Linked DNA regions of Mus musculus: region 2 is linked to region 1. The links are chromatin contacts, called in public Hi-C maps. All regions are on one chromosome and are shown on one strand. Each heading gives the region's core, a stretch centred on a gene start, on an enhancer-like site or on the middle of the called end of the contact. The rest is flanking DNA. Distances are from core to core; before and after follow the strand shown.

Region 1 (7,230 bases), core at 2,275-4,774:
GACCTCGAACCCCAGAGATCGCTGGTCTTCCCCCGTGATTAAAGCACGAGCCACATGGCTTAGCTTTTATGTGGGTGTGGAGTCGGGTCCTCGTGTCTGCATGGTAAATGTGGTCCTCAGTGACCCGTCTCCGCAGCCACTCCTCTTCCCACGTTAGCAACAACTAACGTGGAGGCTGGTGAGATGGCTCAGCACATAGAGGAATTTCAAACCTCAGGGGCTGGGTTTGATCCCCAGAATCCACGGAAAGGTGGAAGAAGGGAACCAACTCCACAATGGTCACCTCTTGCCTCCACAGGGGACAAGCAGACGGTGTGGAACAATGGATGCTTGTCCTCTGTGGATAAGCTAAGTGTTCCTCACTGCACTGCACCTGTACCACTGAAAAAACACCAGTTAGTCACCCTTTCCTAAGAGCCTAACTGGTTGTATTCAGTGATTCAGGGATAAAAAAAACCAACAAGCCAGGCCCACCAATCCTCAGGCTTCCTTCCTTGCTGTCTCCCAACACCAGCTCACTTTAACTTCTTGCTGGGCTGTAGGGTCTTATTTTGTTCTGCTGGTCCGCATGTTTGCATCTTCTGCTTGTGAGAAACTAGCTTTGCTCAGAGCCCAGACTCAAAGCATTCTCACGATGGAACGGTTATTGTCTGTATCCTTTGTCCTCTGGCCTCCGCAGGGGTCATGCCTGTTTAACTATGATGCCCATGTCTGTAACACGGAAGGGATTTATTTGGGCTTATAGTTACAGGGGTGTTTCAGTTCACCATGGGTGGGGAAGGCAGGTCAGAGTTCTGAGCAGCAGGCGGTACAGCTCCTAACATCTCCCAGAGGAAGGACTCGGAGTACTGCCTGGAACAAGAGGTGCGTTTACCCTACAATGCCCCCTGCAGCGATGAGTCTACTAGGTAGACACCTCGTCTTAAACATTTCTCATTCTCTCCAAACAGCATCACCAGCTGGAGCCCAAGTGTTCAAACATAGTCTGTAGGGGGACTTTCCACATTCAACCCATGACAGCAATCACCAAGTACTGAAATCCTAACCCACTTTGTTCTGACAAATGTGGTAGGCCCACTTCTATAATGGGGTTGGCCAGTCTATCACAGTACCCTTTGGACATATGGTCCATATGGAAGGGAGCCTGTTTCATTTTCTTCTCTTTTTTTGAGGCAGTGTCTATGTTTCCCAAATGCTGGCATTAAAAGTGTGCACCACCATTGTCCAATTTATTCAACTTGAGTGACTGGACTTTACTGAATAACTCCTTTAGTACTGCGAGGATTCAGAGGAACAGCACAGAGTATGTGTGCCCAACTCTGCTGATTCCTAGAAGTCTGTTTAAGACCCTATATCTAGTAAGGGATGGTGACTCACACCTGTAATTCCAGCACCTGGAGCCTGAATCAATCAGTAAGGTCACCTCTCCCCCACCACATGGGGTGGGGGAGCATGGTCCCCTATCTCCCCCAGAAACACACATAGATCACTCTATGTCTATAAATGCACCAGCTCTCTGGGAGCTGGAGAGATGCCTCAGTGGTTAAAAGCACCCGTCTTCTGCAGAGGACGCATCTTCAGGTCCTGGCACCCACAAGGTGGCACACAACCATCTGTAAATCCAGTTCCTACCCCCTCTCTGATGTCTGAGGACTCACGTACATACCTAATACACATAACACAGAATAAATATTTTAAAGAAGAAAATACAGGCTAGAGAGATGGCTCAGAGGTTAAGAGAACTGACTGCTTTTCCTGAGGTCCTGAGTTCAGTTCTTAAAAACCATCTGTAATGAGATCTGGCGCCCTCTTCTGGCCTTCAGGCATACATGCAGGCAGAACGCTAGATACATAATAAATGTTTAAAAAAGAGGAAAATACACCAACCAGTCTTAGTAGCATAAAGACAAAATACCTCCCCAGATTGGGGTAGGGGTGGGGGGAAACTACTTAAATTTCTGAAATCACTTTAGAGAGCAATGAAAGAAAAAGAAAACATTTTATTTTGACTCTTACTTGCGTCCCTAATTTTCTTTATAAAGCGAGTGGCTCTAAGCGTTTGCATCAATGCACTGGACAGCACTAAATCCCAAACACAACCTCTTTGTTCCACCTCACTGTCGATGAAGGCCATGTTCCTTCCTGAGGCTGCTGGATAGGCGAATCCTCCGAAATAAATTCAATTTGCAAGTCCATAGGGATCTATAATAAGCTACTTCTGGACTTAATACAATAGATAATTTTCTGTGGAAAAGTTCTTTTTAAAAAAATCATACTTTGGGGGCTGGAGAGATGGTTCAGCAGATAGACAGCGTTCTGCTTTTCCGGAGGACGTGCGCTCAGATATCACCACACACTTCAGGCAGCTCACAACCACCTAAACTCCAATGCCAGGGCATCTGACCCTTACTCCTGGACACTGGGATGGCCGGATGGACAGACAGGCAGGCAGGCACACACACACACACACACACACACACACACAAACACACACACAGGGTAGGGAGGAAGAGATACATATTCATGCATGAATAAAACATGAGTCTTAAAAAAATAAACAGATTCTTTTACTGCTTTAAAACCAGCAACAACAAAAAGGCTGGATTGTTGTGGCTGGCACACGCCTTTAATCCCAGCACTTGGGAGGCAGAGGCAGGTGGATTTCTGAGTTCCAGGCCAGCCTGGACTATAGAGCAACAGGACAGCTAGAGCTGCATACAGAAACCCTGTCTTTAAAAACCAAGTTCTTCCCCCCCCCCCCTTTTCATTCAGACCAAGGTTTAGCCAACGAATATTTTGGAAGCTCTGGTGCACACTCCACCTTGTCCCAAGCGACTTCTAGCTGTTCGTATCTCTGTTCCAAAGAATCCGGTTGTTTCTCCTACCAGAAGTTGAGCTAAGGTTTGATTTAGAAAGCTAGCTCTCCAGTGGATCCGCAGAGCACCAGGGTCTCGGGCTCCATCCAACATCTCTGTTCTCAGTCACCTCCCATATAAACCAGGGGTGCTTAGCTCTATCAATCTAAAGACAAGGCCTGGCCCAGAAGGTCTCCTAGAGGAGGAAAAACAAGCACAAAACCAAAGCAGATGCAGACGTTCCTCTAAAAACAAAGGCCCCATCAAGGTGCTCAGCAAAGCAGGTGTCCCAGCTGACACCACTAACAAAGGGTGGATCTGGGAGGAACCTTATTTCTCGGGACCTGTCCTCACCGACAGAGATCAACCACCTCGATGGTGTGGCAGTCACAACAGAGAGGACCAAGTGGCTGCTGGACACTTAAGAAAATTAGGAAGTGGATTTGTGAGACGGCCCGGCAGTTAAAACTATCTGCCGCCAAGTCCCGATGACTTTAGATCTCAGGAATCTGCCTGGTAGAGGGATGGAAATGACTCCCACAAGTTGTCCTTTGACCTCCATGTACCCCTCTCCAGTGAATAAACATTTAAACATATATAGATAGATAGAAAGTGACATCACTGTTTTCCCTCAGCTACTAAGATGCTGAAGTAGGTCAGTTGAGCCTAGAGGCTCCAGCACAGCCTGTGTGACGTAGCAAGTTCCTGTCTGAGTGGAGAAGGGACTGCACATGGACTCATCAATTTTAGTTATCTTTATTTACGAGCAAAACCAGGGCTAGAGTGAGCCGATCTTGGAAGCTCTAACAGCTCAAGTGTTTTCTGGGGGAGACGTCCCACTTGGTGGGTGCTCTAATCAAAACCCTTACTACTGCTTTCTACGCACCAGAGTCTGTTGTGTAGCATTTGTGGTATCTGTGGTGTGAATAGTCCCACCACAGTTGGTTTTGAGGTACTATGGTGAGTCACTGTGAGAGGTGGGAAGAGACACTCACAGTTGGCCTGGTACCAACTGGCTGGCCACACACCACTGATGCTAGGCAGGAGTGGAGGGGGTGGGGGTGGGGATTTTTAGCCTGTCCTGACTTGTTAGGATTATTGGCTCTATTCCTAGATGGCTGGAAAGCGGTATATGCTGTGATTGGTGGATGTGGGCCTGAGGTCAGACTGGAGACCTGGACATGCAGCCTTGCACATCTTTCTGGCAGCTCCATGCTCCTTCTCAAAGGAGCAGGGGAAACTCTGTCCTCTGAACACCGGGCATGGACAGCCTGATGGCATAGACCATGGGAACACTTGGCGCAAAGCCCTAGGCTTAAGATGAAAAGGCCAGTCGGGTGTGGTGGCACACGGTACGGAGGGCACAAAGAACTCAAGTTCAGAGGCAGATCGTGAGATCCTGTTTCCCAAAGGAATGAATAACTGAACCCACCAAAGCCAATGCTGAGCCTGATCTTATGCCCTCACTGAGTAGCCTGCAGGTCTCTGGGTTAAACTGCCTTCGCCTGGCCTTGACCTTGGGCTGCTGGACCTGAGCAATTTCTGCACTCAGTGCCTGATCATGAAAAGAGATGGAGAAAGTGCACATGGGCCTGACCCCACTCTTGCCCTATGGCTGACACCTCTCACACCAGCTCTCCCTGTGGCCCACACTTGGTCACCCTCGCCCACAGCACATCTTTTTCCCAGTTGAGGCCAGCTGCCTCAGCCCTCTGGGTGTAGAGCCCATGTTCTGGCTCCGGCCCTTAACCTTCAGCTCTGTTCCCTCAGCTTCACTTATGGCCCTTGCCTTGGTCTCCTCACCACACAGGAGAGAACTGGGTCCATATCTGCTTCTTACCCAGTTGCCAGGTTGAGGCTGACAGCTACCTGGTGTCCAAGATGTCAGAGTACCACACTTCACTTCAGGCTCACAGTTTGTGACAAGTCAGCGCGTTCTTGCTCCTCCTCTGTAATGAATATACCTGGCTTCCATGAACACTCATCACCGGCCCTTGTGTGGATACAGGGATCATGGGACATGTTTCTAGGTGTAAGGGGAATGAGTAGTTCAGTGTATGAACATGTAGACCTATTTAGAGAACTTAGCACTACTCTCGGCAACGTAGGAGAGCGCTTACATCTCCACACTCCCGTCTGCACAGGTTAGTAACCATTCTGACCTTTGCATTGAACTGGTATCTCAGTGAGTATCTCTCTTGGATATCTTTGTTTTTGCTTTTGAGACAAGGTTTCTTTAGGTAGCCCTGGCTGTTCTGAAACTTGCTCTGCCCACCAGGTTGGCTTCAAACTCATGGAGATCCAATTGTCTCTCTGCCTCCCAAGTGCTGGGATTAAAGGGTGTGCCACCACTGTCCATAAGGTTCATGCATCACACAGTAGCAACAGGAAACAAAGCTATTAAGGTAACCTCATATTAATAATTTTCACCCTCACACACACACCTTCAGCTTACTCAGCCGGAAATGTCAAGTTCTGCCTTAGCATCTCTTGCTGCTTCCCATGGGCAGCAGCATTCTCCAGATTCTAGACACTTCTGCAAGTGTGCCTTCTGCCTGCACCTGGAGAACCTTGGGGTGGCAACCTGCTTGTTTTGTTTTTTGTTTTTTGTTTTTTTCTTAAAGGTTTCTTTTTAATTATGTGCATGCACGCGAGTCTGTGTGCAGGTATGTGCCCATGAATGTGGTGCCTGCGGAGGTCAAAAGAGGACACTGGGGCTCTGACTGGGGAGTTACAGGACAGTGCGAGTGGCCCAGCGTGGGCTCTGGGAGCTTAATTCTTCACACACAGTCACTCTCTTAACCCACGGGTGCTCTCTCTCTCTCTCTCTCTCTCTCTCTCTCTCTCTCTTTCTCCTCTCCCCCCCCCCCCCCCAGCAGGATTTCATACTGACCTTAAATTCCTGATCCTCTTGCCTCTGCCTCTCAGGGATTACAGACATGTTCTTACAGACATGTTCTATCAGGTCTGGCTTATGTGATGCTGAGGATTGAACCGTGGAGGCAAGCACTCTACCCACTGAGCTACACTTCTAGTTTAAGCGACTTGGTTTGAAGGGAGCTGGTAGAGGGGCTGTGAAATGCATTAGCAGCTCCCTTTGCCTGAGATGGACCAAACGCCACTCCCAAGGATCAGGGTGGTGGGTAAAGCCGGAAAGGTCCCAAATGCTCTCTCCACCGTGTCACCTCTGCTGCAGCCCACATTCGCCAGCCCATCTTTCACGTCCCATTAGAAACACCTTCCAAACTATACAACTAAATAACTGGTCCCGCTGATGGTTCAGGAGAGAGAAACCGCAAAATACGAAAGCCCGGTGATGACTTGGATTTGAGCGACAAAGCTCAGTAGAAGTCTGATGTGAATCTCTGTAATGTCACCACTGAGTGATACAGGAGGTGGGTACCGGGCCTTCTTTTCGCTCTCTAGAAGTGTCAACCCAATCCTGCAGTCCTGGAACTTTGTCCACAGGGCACAGGGACAGTGTACCTCTTTCCTTGCCCATGCTAGGCATTGCTAATATATCGTCAAATTCTTCCTAGTTCTGCCTGGTGCGGGCCCAGAGCGTTCAACATAGTATACGAGGTGGCTTCTAACAGCGGGTAAAAATCACCGTGAGATGCTCTCATACATATTTTCTCTGACTCAGGACTGATGGTAGATAACAGATATTCCATCTGGAAAGAAGCCGGGGCAGGATCCAGGCTCCACAACCCTTTCTCTGACTGGTTCAATCAGGAACATTCTTGGAAGGCATCAGGGGCTCACAGAAAAGGCCAGTGAACAGCAAAATCCAGTCCTAACTTGCAGAGCCCAGTGACCAAAAGCAGGTCTGGGAATTCTGAAGTTTATGGATTTTCCCTTGTGGGAAGAGGAGCTGGAAAATGTCCCAGGTATTGAGGAGAAAGGAAACAGGGTCTGTGTAAAATCAATGGGGAACAGGAAGTGCTTATCTGGGGCCAGTAAAGCACACAGCACAAAAGAACAGCCAGGCAGCAGAGGGCAGGCTGCAGGCTCCTAGGGCTTCTCAGAGCTGTCTCCTCATCCCTGACTGCAAAGCCTGTCCAACGTCAGCAGCCCCTGGGTGCCAAGGGCATCCCTCCATAGGTGAGCAGTCCCAGCAAGGGTTTGGATCCCATGGGTGGGAAAAGACTGTGACTTCTACACGGAGCCATCGAGTCATGTGTTAATGAATGGCTTTCACGCTGTTAGGGAAGAACAACATGATTCTGCACTCAGCCTGAAGGGAGAGTACAGGAAATGAGGATGGCTAAGAAATGAACACCAGTGGTGGCCATACTGTAAGTCAGACTCTCTGCGTGCATTATATCACAGCCTACACCACTGCCTTCTCATTGCATGAAACGAACATTCATCT
Region 2 (7,230 bases), core at 1,257-3,756, 89 kb after region 1:
CAGTCTATGTCACTGGTTAAGATATGAATGGCAGTCTACACTTTCCACACAATTGATTGCTGCAATCCTAATGCCCACTGTAGCTACAGGGTGTCCATATTCCAGGCTTCACCTCCAATACCCGGACTTAAGAATACCAGGGAGGGGAAACCACCCCCAAATTTGTACATATCCTCTGGTAATAACTATACAAGATATGGATGAGTCAGAATATAGACAAAGGAAGTAGTCAATGAAAGTGGATTTGGGGCCTGACCCGCAAGTAATCCCAGTTACTCAGGAGGCTAAGGCAGAGGGATTACATATGCAAGGCCAGCATGGGCTACAAAGTAATGCAAAGCCCATTTGTACAACTTACCAGGACTCTGTTTCAAAAGTAAGAGGGTCAGGGAGATGGCTCAGAGGATAAAGACACCTGAGAACAAGGCTGACCTATGACCTACACACACACACACACACACACACACACACACACACACACACACACACAATGTAAGGGTATGGTGTTGCTCAGTGGCACTGCTCTTGGTAAGCATGTAGGAGGGCCGATATTCAATCCCTGGTACCACAAACAAAACAAAAAGTGGGATGCTGGACTGTAGGTTAATCATCTTTTCCTCTGTCACATAATGTGACAGACACTGATTATATTTTAAAAATTTAAATAAAGCCAGATGTGGTGGACCACACCTTGAATCTATCACTTGGGAGATAGAGTCAGACAGCCGTCTGTGAGGTCAAAGCCAGCTACATCTATGGTCTACGTTATAGTTTACATAGTGAATTCCAGAGCAGCAACATCTAGGCAGTGAGACCCAGTCTCACACAAACAAGACAAATTAACCATATGGTAAATACATTAAGAATTATGGGCTGAATGTTCATGCTCCTACCACCAAATTCCTCCGTTGAAATCTAATACGACCGGATCTGGAGGTGGAATCTTTGGGAGGAGATTAAGCTATGGAGGTAAATCCTCATGGCTGAGGCCAGAGAGCTATGCTGCCACGAAGGAATGCAGCAGCAGCCAGCAGTCTGTCACCAATGCAAACCATACCATGCTGGGACCCTGACCTCTGGTCCCCCATCCACCCTTCAAAACTGTAAGAAATAAGCAGCTGGTTGGTAAGCTTCTACATCTAGGTCATTATCACAGCAAGCCACAGGATTTGCTGGCTTCTCTGAGAGTGTAACCTACTGAAAAAGAGCATTCCGATGGGTTGGGAAGGGTGAGTGAGGGGGCATTACAACCAATTTCCCCGAGACAACAGGAGCTGGAACAGTGGTTCTCAACCTTCCTAATGGTTACCCTTTAATACAGTTCCCCATGTTGTGGTGACCCGCCCCAACCATAAAATCATTTTCGTTGCTACTTCATAACTGTAAGTTTGCTACCGTCATGTAAATGTCTGATATGCAAGATTATCAGATATGTGACCCCTGTGAAAGGATCATTCAACCCTCGTCTCCCAAGATGGGTCTTGACCCACAGGTTGAGAACCACTGAGGAGCGCCTGCACTGTGGAAGTACAGACACACCGGGGCAGCGGCGGCAGGTGGATCCAGTTGGTGGATTGGAGTGGTTAAGAGCTAAAAAAAAAAAAAAAAAATTGCCCATTAGTGGAGCTGTCCAACCTCAGAGTTAACTGCCAAGGCCCAAGCTCCTGACCAGGATCTGCGGTATGTGGAGGAGAGGAAACTGGATGGTCATCTATCTATCTATCTGCAGGATGTGTGTGAACTCAGGGGCTTCCGAACTTAACAGACTACACGTTTCAACCTGGCCAGACCTCCCGGTGCTCCGGCTGAGAGGAGACACACTAGAGCTTCCCGTGGGAACTTCTTTTGGCTCACAGAGAGCTGGGGTGTCTGAGGTCTCCTCCAGTCTCAAGTGTCCCTACAAACGTCATTATTTTCCACTCCTGCAATTCCGCCTATATCATAGCAAATGTAAATAACTGGGCATGTTGGTGAATGCCCGTAATCTCAGTCTCAGTGGGACAGGATCAAGATAGCCTGGGCTAGACAAGAAGACCTTATTAGGGGACAGGGTGGTAGTGGAGGGGAGCTAATGTTTATGAGGTGCAAGTCTGTCTCCATGGGAATGAATGCCCCAACCAGCCTTCTAATCCCTCCCCCTAACTTTAAGAAACCATCTGTTTATCTCTTTCTCTGCAGGACAGAAAAGCCTCTGCTGACCATGTCTGGTGATGTCAGGGGAGAACGGCACAGGAATCTCAGCCTCCCTCTCCCAACAGTCAGAAGTTCCTCTGTCAGCCTGGCTCAAGTTACATCACCTCTCCTTTGCCAGACTGGGGATTTGCTCTTCCTGCCCTTCCCAGCTTCCTATTTTAATTTCCTTTTATTCTCTGTTCACCACTGACTCTGCAGACAATAAACAGAGACAACCGAGAAGCAGTGAAAACACTCTATGGAGTTACCTGCTAATGGCAGATCACCCGATCACCATCGGGAAATCAGAGGTTGACAACTGGACAAAGGACGAAGAGGCAGCATTGTTATCCACAGGACTTGTTATCTCAAGTCCCCCAACTCTAACTGCCAAGCCTCTAGGCTGTGACCCCACAGGGAGGGGAGCTTTTGCCCCAGGGGCTCCTGGCAGCCTGAAGACATTCAAAAGTCCTGTTTTGCAGGGCCGGGCACCTGTTGTTCTAAGAGGAAAGGAAGTCTGTGGTTTATGTTTTTATCAGAATTCAGGGATTTTTTTTTTCTAGTGAGGTCAGCCTTGTGCTTTCAGAAGCAATAATGGGAGTAAACCAAGCTTGGCAATGATTTAAACCTGATCCCCACCACCCCGCCTGCACAGACCACTGCACACCCAAGCAGGAGCTCCCATTCACAGCTCCCATCCTCTCCAGTTACATGGCAAAGGGCTCCCAACTCCCAGACGCTGAGCCAGCCAGCATTCACAGAAAGCCACAGTGAATGGTGCAGGACAGGAGAGAGGACATCCTGACATCACAGCAGACTGAAGACAAGGCTAGAAAGAAGAGGGGCTTAAGGGGACTCTGCTGTTTCGTGAGGAAGCTCTCAGGTTGCAAGGTCAACCATTTATACTTGATCGACACACAGAAACACATCATAGCAGACCAGAAAGACAATGACCTAGGTAGACGTACCCGCTATCTCCAGAGCATTGCACCAACTGTCAGGGTTGCCTCCATTTTTTGTAAAACTCACCACCAACACCAAGCATTTCGTTACATTTCAGATGGCTTGCTGGTGATTGAAAGACAGAAAAAAAGCCCACAGGTTCATTGACAAGTGAATAGATAAACAAGACTCGGTATATCCGTCCACGCAGTGGGTTAATACTTGGTCATAAGCAAGAGATGAATGCTGAAAGATGCTACAACACAGATGGATGTACCTTGAAACATCACGCCACATGGAAGAAGCCGATCACAAAGACCCTGTGTCTACCTGGGATAAGTCTAGAACACAGAGAAAAGGTCGGGGGCAGGAGAAACGGGATGTGACTACCAATGGGCTGATGACAATGTCATAAATCTAGAGGGTAGTAATGGCGGCACAACCTTTCGAAAACCACTTAGCTGACCTCATGAAAAGCATGGATTTTTGTGGTATGCAAATCTCAATAAATTTATTGTTTAAAAACTGACTTGGAGCTTTTCTAAATGCAAAACTGGTCCCCTGTTTGTGTCCAGTGTATATGGGTTCCATTTAGTCTACATTAACAATTAGGAGGTAGTTTTGAGCTGAGTAAAACAATGTGTGACCGCACCCATGTGTACTTCTCAACCCAACCTTCTCCCGAGGTCTCCCGTGGCTCTCTTTGCCTGTCTCTGTCAATCAGAAAAGACCAGCTCCTGCAACCTCACCTGTGTCTTGTAATCCCATAGCTCAGGCAAAGACAGGCCCATGCATGTTCCGATGGACAATTGCAGGCACCTGGGCCCCTATGCTTGAGAAGAGAGCCTTGTTATATTTGCCTTTTGGGAGGAAAATTTGCTGGATACGTTTAATTTTCTCCTCTGGAATCTAAGCTTATAAGGCACATTTGGATCCTTTAAAATATTGTCAGTTAGGCGTAGTGGCACACTACTTTAATCCCAGCACTTGGGAGACCAAGGCGGGCAGATCTCTGTGAGTTTGAGGCCAGCCTGGTTTGCAGAGTGAGTTCCAGGACAGCTAGAACTACACAGTGAGACCCTGTTTCAAAAAAAAAACAAAAACAAAAACAAAAAAAAAAAAAACAAAAAAACAAAAAAACAAAAAACAAACAAAACAATATATAGTCTCTGCTTATGTATATATTTTAAAAATTCCATTGCTTAGCTCACTTGGTAGCATGCTTGTCTAGCACACCTCCAGCAGAGCCTGAGCACACTTCCAGCCCCGAGCCTGAGCACACTTCCAGCACTCAGCCTGAGCACACTTCCAGCCCCGAGCCTGAGCACACCTCCAGCACTCAGCCTGAGCACACCTCCATCACTCAGCCTGAGCACACCTCCAGCACTCAGCCTGAGCACACCTCCAGCCCTCAGCCTGAGCACACCTCCAGCCCTCAGCCTGAGCATACTTCCAGCCCCGAGCCTGAGCACACCTCCAGCCCCGAGCCTGAGCACACCTCCAGCACTCAGCCTGAGCACACCTCCAGCCCTCAGCCTGAGCACACCTCCAGCACTCAGCCTGAGCACACCTCCAGCCCCGAGCCTGAGCACACCTCCAGCACTCAGCCTGAGCACACCTCCAGCACTCAGCCTGAGCACACCTCCATCCCCGAGCCTGAGCACACCTCCAGCACCAAGCCTGATCTCTAAGCACCTCTGAAAAACAGAGCAGCGCACACCTGAAACCCCAGGTTCAAGGTCACCTTAATTATACAATGAATTCAAGAACAGCCTGGGCTACATGAATACGTGAGGCCCTATTTCAAACAAACAAAAATCTCTTGGGCAACCACTAAGTGCCTGGTCCTGTCTGGGTGCTGGGGTGGCACACTGAACAAGCCTCAGTGGAGGTGACATATAGCAAATGAGGCAAAAGATGACCCCTGGTGGCAGAAGGGTGCTCTAAATAAAAGAGAGGAGGATGAAGAAGGTTGGGGACAGTTTTAAGTAGTGTGGTCATGAGGGAGGAGAGGTTACTGAGAAGGTGACTATGAACCACAGGAGGCAAGGAGAGGGAGGGAGCATGCTGCTATAAAGAAGAATGTCTTAGGGGAAGGACAGACAAGTACAGATGCCTGAGAGAGAGAAATGTGTGCCAAGGGAGCTTGGGAGCAGGAGATGGGCTCAGTGGTTAGGAACACTTGCACAGGAGCCGAGTTCAGTTCCCAGCAGCCACATTGTATGGCTTATAACTAACTGTCCCATAACTCGCGCTCCAGGGGATCTGATGTCCTCTTCTGGCCTCTTTAGACAGCAGCATAAACATGCCATATACTTAAACTGACATACACACATCCATAAATAAAACAAACAATTTAAGAAATTAATGATAGGTTGGGCACGGTAGCACATACCCTTCATCACTCAGGATGCAGAGGCAGGCAGGTTTCTGTGAATTTGAAGCCAGCCTAGTCTACAGAGTGAGCTCCAGGCCAGCTGAAGCCAATAAATAGATGATAGATAGATAGATAGATAGATAGATAGATAGATAGATGGATGGATGGATGGATAGATAGATAGATAGATAGATAGATAGATAGATAGATAGATAGGTCAAGCTAAAAACCAGTGAGGATGCAGAGGACAAAGTGGGGAGCAGGGAGCTCAGACAGAGTGGTAAGGGGTAAGGTCCTCTCTAGCTCAGATGAGGGAAGAAAGGCTATCCCATGCCTGCAACAAGCTCCGAGGCCTGTCTCAGGACTGGTTTGGGTCAGGGCCTCTCACTGAAGAAGGAGCTTAACTGCCACGCTGGCGGGCAGTCCTGGAGCTTCTGCCTCTTTCTACCTCTGCCCTCTGCCCAGCAGTGGCATGGCAGATGTAAGGCATGCCTGGCCTTTGTGGGGGTGCTCGACTCAGCAACTCATGGTTGGAGGTCAGCAAGTAAAGTGGAGCAAGCACTGAGCCTGCTGAGCCATCTCCCCAGATCTGCCTCTTGTTGTTATTGTTGCTTGAGACAGGGTCTCACCATGTAACACTGACAGCAAACTCACTATAGACCATGGTGGCCTCTAAGGCATAGAGATCTACCTGCCTCTACCCCTGGGAGGTGGAGCCACTGGCAGCCACTGGCAGCCACGGGCAGCCACAGGCAGCTCTTTGCCACAGCAGGAGGTTGCAACGCTGCTTTTTGAGGCAGCTCTTCCTAGCATCCTGAAACAATCCTTCCAATGTCTATAAAACCTAAAAATGCATTCTTTCCTTGACAAGAAGACACAAAACTCATGACGCGCTGTCCCTAGGCAGGAAACTCCAAGGTCAGTCTCTGTCTCTGAGGTCACTCGACCTCTTTCCTGTAAGCAACTCCAGTGCGGTAGCCACAGCAGGGTCCACCATACCTGCTGCTCACCCGGCTTCCCCCGGCCCAGGGAAGGGACAAGTTTTCAGAGTCACTACTGGACGGGTCAACGGGTGTTACTTCTCTTTCTTGGCATACTCAGAACTAAGACCTATCTGACACAGAGGCAACTCTAGTGACAGAGGAGGAGGGGAAGAGGAAGGAGCGCACACACCCTCGCTTCGTGATTTAGCTGCAGAAGGCAAGCTGACAGGACAGACACCACACACTCTGGGAACCACGGTCGTTGAGATGGCGCACGCGCGCGTGCTCTGAAGCACAGGCATGGCCCTTTGCTCCTTAATCTGTTTGTTTTGTCTTCTATAGCCCAGGCTGGCCCCAAACTCATAAAGTAGACCATGGTAGCCTTGAACTCCTGATACCCTTTGTGTGTGTGTGTGTGTGTGTGTGTGTGTGTGTGTGTGTGTGTATACCACAACACCAAGAACATTTTTTAAAAAGAAAAGGAAATAATGAGGGTGGGCTTTGTGGTGCACATCTGTAATCCCAGCCATTTGAGAGGCACAGAATATCTCCAGGTTTCAGGCCAGCCCGAGGTACATAATGAGCCTGTGACTCAAGAAAGCAAAACAGAAATTATAGCAACAGCAATGACAAAAGACTAATAAAAATTAAAATTCCCAATCGCTCAATTTCTTTCTTTCTTCCTTTCTTTCTTATTTACTTATTTATTTGGGTACAAGGTCTCTCTATATAGCCCTAGCTGGCCTGGAACTCACT

Evidence for each region. A called contact is a pair of places that touch in the nucleus more often than the background predicts.
Region 2: a Hi-C map of group 2 innate lymphoid cells shows a contact between it and region 1, with 2.9 times the contacts expected there. The contact joins two enhancer-like sites. A contact is called at or near these places in 3 of 15 datasets of contacts at CTCF or cohesin (the NIH/3T3 cell line, large pre-B cells and pro-B cells), 13 of 484 Hi-C or Micro-C datasets (the G1E-ER4 cell line, Sertoli cells, embryonic fibroblasts and 7 more), 13 of 115 datasets of contacts at active chromatin or transcription factors (the NIH/3T3 cell line, craniofacial prominence, embryonic basal ganglia and 9 more) and 4 of 9 other capture datasets (adipose tissue, embryonic stem cells, liver and 1 more).

What each region holds. Positions count from the first base shown.
Region 1 is chr6:72,656,402-72,663,631 of GRCm38.p6, forward strand. The region is part of intron 3 of Tcf7l1 (transcription factor 7 like 1 (T cell specific, HMG box)); the gene reads right to left. All of the region lies in intron 1 of Gm31391 (a long non-coding RNA gene), which reads left to right. Among named protein-coding and RNA genes, the nearest start is that of Gm31391, 4.8 kb to the left of the region's middle. Within about 2 kb of position 3,525, at least 64 of the 459 cell types and tissues checked have an H3K27ac peak or open chromatin away from gene starts, as enhancers often do. A contact at or near this core is called in adipose tissue, fibro-adipogenic progenitors, group 2 innate lymphoid cells and 2 more, where this site is marked.
Region 2 is chr6:72,746,380-72,753,609 of GRCm38.p6, forward strand. The region is part of intron 3 of Tcf7l1 (transcription factor 7 like 1 (T cell specific, HMG box)); the gene reads right to left. Gm31249 (a long non-coding RNA gene) reads left to right here. Exons shown (of 2, transcript XR_377763.3): 2 at 2,179-3,643. Among named protein-coding and RNA genes, the nearest start is that of Gm31249, 10 kb to the left of the region's middle. Within about 2 kb of position 2,507, at least 65 of the 459 cell types and tissues checked have an H3K27ac peak or open chromatin away from gene starts, as enhancers often do. A contact at or near this core is called in adipose tissue, fibro-adipogenic progenitors, group 2 innate lymphoid cells and 2 more, where this site is marked.